Regions from separate parts of the Gossypium hirsutum genome. Here region 1 is linked to region 2. A link is a contact called in public Hi-C data. All regions are on one chromosome and are shown on one strand. Each heading gives the region's core, a stretch centred on a gene start, on an enhancer-like site or on the middle of the called end of the contact. The rest is flanking DNA. Distances are from core to core; before and after follow the strand shown. Region 1 overlaps LOC107912757 (protein PLASTID MOVEMENT IMPAIRED 2). Region 2 holds the start of LOC107912756 (mitochondrial 37S ribosomal protein S27).

Region 1 (4,108 bases), core at 1,081-3,580, 37 kb after region 2:
AAAACTAAGAGTTCGCTAAATGGTGAATTACACATAATTCTATACTTAACCAAGACAAATACTTTACTTGTTCAAATCTATCCTTAATTTACCACCTATACGCCAAACAATAACCAAATACGAAGACTTCGTCGAAGAGGCTGTTACAAGTTTTATATACAAAAATATGCATTATTATATTTATAAAATATATGTAAGACAAATCTGAAACAATTTTGCTTTCTATTAACATTATAAATTAAAAAATTTTAAATATCAATTAAAATTTATTATTAAATATTTAATCCAAATATTTGTTACGAGAGAAGTTTATTATAAAAATTAAATATATGAATATTATCTTTTATTTAATAAGGGTAAATTCATAAATTATTATTACATTTTTAAGAAAGTACTTAGTAAATCGAACTAAATAATATAACATTCTTGTGATTTTAATCAATATATTTTTATATATATTAAATATTGTAAAATAATTTTCCCAACAATTACATTCCATTAAAATTATAACACGAAAAAATATCAAAATTTAGCGATGGATGATATTTGGATATTCCAAATCAAACAAAGTGTAAATTTCGATGGATTTATGGGCTAAACAATGTGCAACATAATTGACCGTTAATGGGCATATGAAAAAGAAATAAAAGAAATTCAGTCGCGCAAAATATGGGCTCCTCAATGATTCCGCCGTTAACAGATAAATCAAAACTATTGCTATTAAATCTAAAGTAAGAGTGGGATGGGATTGAGTAAAATTTTTTTATTTAATTGAGTTAATGAATCTTATTTTTTTTTTAATTTGATTTGAAATTTTTTTAAATTAAATTGAGTGAGATGAAATTTGAGTTGAGTCGAAATGAGTGAAATTATTTGAGTTAGATTAAAAAATTAAACATGTCAAATTAAAATCTTGTTATAATATAATTAATTCTATATTAGAGCATATAAATTTGAAATCATATATATTTAAAAAAATTAAAGCAAAATAATAAAAAATAAGATATTAGGATGATAAATTTAAATTATTAATTAACTTATTTACGTACTTAAGATTATTATTTTAGAAATTTTTTAAATTCTTAACTTTCTTTATATATTCTTCATATTTTTTTTTAAATTTTTAAAATTTATAAAATTATTTTGAATTTTCTTTTGTAATTTTTGTTGAGACAGACCAATTTGCTCATTTTTAAAATTGACAGGAATCAAAGAAGTATTTACACCAATCCATTATTCGAATTGTAAAATTCAACTTAAAATTCAAATAACGTAAAATTTTAAAAATTTTTCTAATAAAATCAAATTTTATCCAAACCTAATTAAGTTTAATAATAACAGCTAAATAATTTGACTCAACAATGATAGGAGGCCATCTTAAAAAGATGTCAACAATGGTGATCAGTCAGCTTTTGCCATGTTTTTAGAGAGGTGGAGTGTGGGTGTTAATAACCTAGTTAAAGATGCATTTGAAAGCAAGGACTGGATTCTGGTAGTTGTTTTCCCTATGCAAATTCATTATCACAAATGGATACTTTTATTCAACAACAATAGATTTGATGGTCCAGGCAGGAAATCAAGAAAGAAACATTTAAGGCTTCTCTTTCCCTATAAAATCATTTATACTTGATATTTTAATGAAAAATTTCATGATTCCTCTTCAAAATACCTAAACCAAGCTAAGTATCTATTCTTCCAACATTACAGCTTCTATTTTGATTTGATCCCATGTTTATATTTTGTATCCAACCTAAAAGATATTTATTGCAAATCATTGTTTATATTTTTTTTTGTTATAATTCGTTTCTTCCAAATATCATCAACTTTAACCATTAATTAAAAACATGGAATCACTTTAATGTTTTATTTGCTTACAATGTTGTGCTATGCATAGAATCTGTAGTAAATTAATCATTAAGTAAGAGACAAATTTTACATCATTGTCCCTTAATTTCGGTCAAGATTAAATTTCGGTCACCCAACTCTTTTTAATTATATAATAACCATTAACATTATCAAATTGTTATATTTTTGCTACTAATCTGATACCTCCCGTTAAAATGATAATGTGGCACATTAATTTAAAGGGATAATAACCAATTTGGTCCCTAAAATATAAATAAAATATTATTTTGATATCTTAATTATTTTCTTAATAATTATTCTAAAAAAAGTTTTTAAAAAAATTAAAAATTAATTATTATAAAAACTAAAAAAAATATTATATAAATATAAATATTAAATAAAATAATTATATTAAAAAATAAATTTTTCCCCGCCTCGCAACGATAGGGTAGGAGAGAAAGAGGTAAAGGGCGGGTGGGGAAGATGATGGGTGGGGAGAGGGAGGGGACCAACGGTGGGGGAGAGGAGAGGGATGGGTGGGGTGGGTTTTATTTCATTTCATTTTATATTTATATTAATATAATAATACAAATATTAATATAAAATTTTATAATAATTATTTATAATTCAATTCAATTTATTTTTAATATTTTTTAAAAATAAAATAATTTTTAAGAAAATAATTAAAAATATCAAAATAATATTTTATTTATATTTTAGGGGCCAAATTGATTATTAGCCTTTTAAATTAAGGTACAACATTATATTTAACAAGAGGTAATGGATGAGTGCAAAAATGTAACAATTCATTATCGTTAATAGTTATTATGTAAATGAAAAAGGTTGAGTGACCAAAACGTAATATTAACCGAAGTTCAGGGATAACAAGTGTAGTTTACCCTTATATATTATGAAATTAGACTGGCCGTTGTTATATAATGCAAGAGCGGATTGCTGACAAATGTAAGTGTTTTGGTTGTTTGTTTCATAAATGGAGATTGAACATGTCATCCACGACCACCCCTTGTCGGTCATTGAAAACGGGAATATATGGCATTGGTGCCATGCATGTAAGGATTCCATATAGGTCCCCGATGTATGGTTGCAACCGTTGTAGGTATTTTTTTCATAAATCTTGTCTTGATAGGCTCAAACCAGAGGTTCAAAGTTTCTTTCATCCATGCCCGCTTGTGCTCTCTCATTATTTTTGTTTAGATTGTTATGCTTGTTTTGGAGAAATCTCTTCAAACTATCGCTATCAGTATCAATGCAAGTTAAGTTGTCGTTTTAACATGCATGTGGAATGCGCCCTAAAGCCCATGGTAGAATATTCAGATGAGGAACACACCATTCAACATTTCACTCATTTTGATCATCCCTTAAAACCTGTTATTGATTCCACCCTGCAAAAACATGAAGTTGTCTGTGCCATTTGTGAAAAGCTCTGTTCTTCTTCTTCTTCTTCTTCTTCTTCTTCTTCTTCTTCTTCTTCTACCTACGGTTGCACGTAATGCAAGTTTTTCCTTCATAAATCTTGCATGACGAGCATTCCTCGACAGTTGATCAATCATCTCATCCATCCCTGCACTCTCCTATTCCTCACAACTCGTATCTCTCACTGCTGTGATAAATGCGGTGAAGATATTATCTCCAGAATAGAGTTCAGATGCCATAAATGTTATTTCTATCTGCATGTCAAATGTGCCCTGCTTCCCACTGTAGACTCTGAAGATGCCAAAGAGATCCAACATTTCAGCCACCCACATCCACTAGCACTCATCGAAAACCATAAAGATTTCAACAATGAACCTCAATGTGTGGCATGTGTGGAAACTTGCTTAGCTCCCACACCAGCTTTCAGGTGTAGCCGCAGATCATGCAACCACTTCTTTTTACACAAATCGGGCGCTCTTAAATTACCTTGCCTCCGTCCACATATTAACCATCCTTCTCATCCCCAACACAAACTCACCATCGCATCCCTTCCATACAATGATGAAATCCGTCGTTGTGGTGCATGTTATATGGGCTTTGATTCATGTCTTATAGCATATAGCTGTCCGAAAGATAGGTATGGGTGTGGGTTTAACCTTCACTTGGATTGTAGTAAGCTCGAACCCTCTTTTGTTCTCGATGGCCATAACCATTTTCTCACTCTCATTGAGAAAGTAGCCGATATGACTTGCCATTTTTGTGGTGCAAATTGCTGTAATTTCATTCTTCGATGTTTGGAATGTGACATAAACATCCATATCCAGTGTCT
Region 2 (4,445 bases), core at 107-2,606:
TATAATTCGAATAATAGATTGGTGTAAATACCCCTTTGGTCTTGTTAATTTTAAAAATGAGCAAATTGGTCTTTCTCTCGATAAAAAATACAAAAAAAATTCAAAATAACTTTCAAAAATTTAAAATATTTATAAAAATCCCAAAAATTATATATATTTTTTAAAAAAATTATAAACATTTAAAAAAGAATATATAAAGAAAGTTAATTTTTTTTAAATAATAATCTTGAGGACTTAAATAAGTTAATTAGTGATTCAAGTTTATCATATTAAAGTATTTTTTTCTTATTTTACTTTGAAAAACTTTTCAAATATTTATGTACTCTAACATGAAATTAGTTATAATAAAACAAGATTTTAATTTGACATATTTAATTTCTTAATTTAACTCGAACAATTTCATTTGATTCTACGCAACTTGAATTTCATTTCAATTAACTCGATTCGAAAATTTTCAAATTGAGTTAGGATGATAAAATATGACTCGTCCACTCGATTAACTCAAAAATTTTTCACTCAATTTGATTGAACGCTCACCCTTATTTTGAATAACAAACATATTACCTTTTATGCGAAAAAAAATCAAACAAAAAAATTTAAGGTAAATTACATCATTAGTCACTAAGCTACAGGTAATGTTTTTTGTTTGGTCACTTAATTAAAAAAGTTACAATTTGGTCATTGAACTATTCGAAAGTTTTCATTTAAGACACTTTGCTATTAAAATCGACACTATATGTCTTTCTCTATTCTTATTGTTTGCATCAATGGAAAGCTCTCTTTTCCAATATCTTCTATAATTCAATTTTTTCTTCACAAAATAATTTTGGACGCCACAAATTTGTGAATCGAAAATCTAACAACTTTTTTCTCTGATCTCCGACACTGACCATCATATCAACTTGGACCTAAAGTATGTTATTGTACTAGCCATTGGGTACTAATCCACCATAGGACCGTTGAATCATCGCTTGGAGCTCAAAAGTGAAACTTATTTTAAAAAAAATAAACATAGTAGCCTGTGATTTAAATAAAAACTTTTGAACAATTCAATGACTTGAATAAAAGTTTTCAAATAGTTCAATGGCCAAATTATAACTTTTTTTTTATTTAAGTGACCAAAACGAAAACTAACCCATAATTTAGTGACTAATGGGTAGTTTACCCAAAAATTTAAATACAAACAAATATTTTATTATTTATTATTTTTACTTCTTATAAATAAAAATATTTTTGAAAATAATAAATAATTAAATATTTTTTGTTTGTATAAAAAATTTTCGTTAGATTTTTTTCACACAATTGTAGTATGTTTGTTTTTTCAAAATTTGAAAATGATAAATGATAAAATATATTTTCAACAAGTAATCTAAAATTTGCTTAAGAAAATTCCCGGCCCACTCTCATCTATACTCACATATCCCCTGCCGCCACCACCACTCTGTCACAGCCTCCCCCTCCTCCTTCCCTGACCTAAGCCCCCTCTTTACCTTCAAGTTTCTGACAGACCAGTAAATTAGATAAAAGGTAATTTTTGAAACCCTAAATTTATCTTGCACATTTCTTTCTACTTGACTCATGAGAGAGATTTTGAGTTATCTACTCTTATCACTCTGCTATATTTGATTTTTCTGGTTTCGATTCTGCTGTTGGTTACTCTCCTTTCTCTGTTTACTTTGTTGAGAAATAGAATTTTTTCTAAAAGGTATCGGTTTAGTGGAAATGGCGGACCTTTATCGCCGTTTTTTTTTTTTTGGTTTCATTGCTATTTGTGTCCGCGATTCGTTGCTATTGATGTGAATTGAGGAGGTCTTTTGGTGGCGGCGGATTTTTCTGCTACCGCGAAATAGCGGCTGCAACTGCACTATTTGAAACCTCGATTTGAATAGTTTATAGAATGTTGTTTTGGTTTTAGAACCTGGTTATTTGATTATTAGATTGGGATTTGATTGTTTTTTTTTTATGTTTGAATTGAACCAAGATGGTTAAGAACAGAGTTTTATGATTGTTGTTTTAGTTTAGAACTAGTTGTTGAAATATCAGTTGTAAATTTGGTTATTAGGTTAGGTTAGGATTGAATTGAGATCATCTTGTTTCCTAAAATATTATTTCGATGCTTTTGCTGAAAGTTTCTTTTGAATATTTAATACTATTGAATGAGAAATAGTTGGAAATATATTTTTGTTCTGGTTTTAGAACAAATTGGGAAAATTTCTGCCCTAAATCTGGTTATGAGGGAGATCATCTTGTTTGCTAAAATATTTTGAAATTTTCAGTATGCTATTGCTGAAAGATTTATTAACATGATTGTGAAATTTTCTTGAAGTTTCTTTTCAACGTTTAACAGAATTGACTGAAAGATGAGTGCTGGTGGTTTAAAGAAAATGTTGGCTTCGGCCGTTGTAGTAGGGGTCACTGAAGCTCGAGCAAGAATATTTGGACAGATACTCAACCCAACGGGACAGAGATCACCCCATAAGATCTTACGCAAAAAGCTCATCGGGGACAAGGTTGCAGAATGGTACCCGTATGATATCAAGAACGATGATCCGCATGTCATGGCGCGTGAAGAAGAAGAGCGCTTATCGAAGCTTGAATCGTTGAAGAGACGTGGTAAGGGACCACCAAAGAAAGGCCAAGGAAGACGTGCCGCTAAACGCAACAAGTAGAGGTAATCACATGAGATGGTTTTTGTTTTGACTTCATAAATGGCTGTTTCTTTAATGCAGTTAGCCATCTTGTTGGACAGTTTGTTAGAATTGAAATCAAACCAAATATATTTGATTGTTTACTTGAACCAAAATTAAATTGAACTTAACAAACACCTAACTGAATACTACGGGTTTGAATTTGATTATGGTATTTTTGCTGCGCCCAAGTTTGGATTGGATTTCGAATAGATGAAATGGTTGAGATGGAGGGATGAGTTTCTTTAATCTGTTTGATTAGCTATAGACTCGATAATTTTAAGCACGAAATGATTAGATGTATACAAAATGGATACACAGGTGGTGAAGTTAATCTGCACTCTGTTTGCACATTTCCACTTCCACTCCGAAATGAAATTAAAATTATAACTTCCTTTTTCTTTTGTCAAGTTCTTTGAATGTACTCGTAGATTTTTGTTCATATTCAACTGTGTTGGATTGAAAGTGTACAAGTGTTGGATACTAATATGTAAAAAATGAAAATTTGAAGAAACATAGTTTTAAATTAGACTTTGTCTAGGGTTGGGTTGCGTTATCCCTTGCTTTGAAATTTGAAAGATTTGGACAGTTCAAAAAATGAGAGCGAGCAAAATAGATCGTTCATATTATTTATTTAAGCCTAGTGTTTGGTAAAAGTTTTCTAAGTCCAGGCATGATCTAAAGTTCTGAAATTTATGTAAAGGTTTTAGGATTAAAGATTTCATTAGGCAAAAAAAATATTAATATCCATATACCCTTGAACTTGGCTTAACTCATGAGTAAATCTGTTTGACAATTGACATCAATGAATAAGAAAAATCAACACTTCAGATGTTTTGAAGCTACCATATTGATCATTGTTATCCTAGTTTCTGGATTTTGATTTTAACTTGAAAAGGAATGACGTTTTGCTTTCAACCGTTTAGATCTTTAACAACATATAAGTTCGTCAATGTAGCTTTTCTAATTTGGTTATCAAATCGAATGCCTTTAAATTTGAACGTCTCGAATAAAGAAAACAAGAATATTAGTAATTTGAGAAGGTGAAGAAAACTTGGTATCATTTCACGGGGTATCCTATGTAAAAATCTCTCTGCTTAATTAACACGACATACATCAAAATTAACCATGATTTCAAAATATATGTAATAAGTTTATTAAAAATCAAATTTTATAACATTTTAAACACAATTATAACCTAATAAAATACAACAATCCAATATGAAAATACATTTATTTTATAAGTTCATTGAAAATGCCAGCCTATGCAATTTTTTTTCTCAATTTCATTTTCTTTCTACTCTTAAATATGATTGTAAATTTGTAACCATGAATGATAAAAACAGCATGAAATCATGATTCATTTGGGGTTACAATTTCATGTCAACTAAATTAGGTTAATCTCCTCTTTGACCCTGCAAATTCACATGCCTGATAATTGGATCAGTAAAGATGGAAATCTACTCTAATTTTCAAACCAACGGCGTTCATCAACCAAACCAATAGTACAAACCTTGTTCAGGTCTTCGACTTGATCCATAATAAATTTTCACATTAACATTTATATTTTTAAAAATTAAATATTTTTTATTGATTAAATAGAAATCTGAATTGAGCCAAACCAGATTACAAAAATCTCATTCAGAACCAACCAAAGTCGGACTGAATAACCCAAGGGCACTGCTTTCCAAACCCCAATCAATTTATAAAATTTGTTGTACTTCTCTAGACAGCAAGCTGGTCATCGCTTTCAATTCA

Evidence for each region. Hi-C and Micro-C count contacts between places; a contact is called where the count stands out from the background.
Region 1: a Hi-C map of leaf shows a contact between it and region 2, with 6 times the contacts expected there. The contact joins the enhancer-like site here to the promoter of LOC107912756 in region 2. A contact is called at or near these places in 4 of 34 Hi-C or Micro-C datasets (all in leaf).

Annotation. Positions count from the first base shown.
Region 1 is chrA11:22,816,546-22,820,653 of Gossypium_hirsutum_v2.1, forward strand. The region is part of intron 3 of LOC107912757 (protein PLASTID MOVEMENT IMPAIRED 2); the gene reads left to right. Among protein-coding and RNA genes, the nearest start is that of LOC107912759, 8.7 kb to the right of the region's middle. Within about 2 kb of position 2,331, at least 1 of the 9 cell types and tissues checked has an H3K27ac peak or open chromatin away from gene starts, as enhancers often do. A contact at or near this core is called in leaf, where this site is marked.
Region 2 is chrA11:22,780,570-22,785,014 of Gossypium_hirsutum_v2.1, forward strand. It overlaps LOC107912756 (mitochondrial 37S ribosomal protein S27), which reads left to right and starts at 1,357. Exons shown (of 2, transcript XM_041081365.1): 1 at 1,357-1,527; 2 at 2,327-2,791. The coding sequence starts at 2,361. The coding sequence ends at 2,669.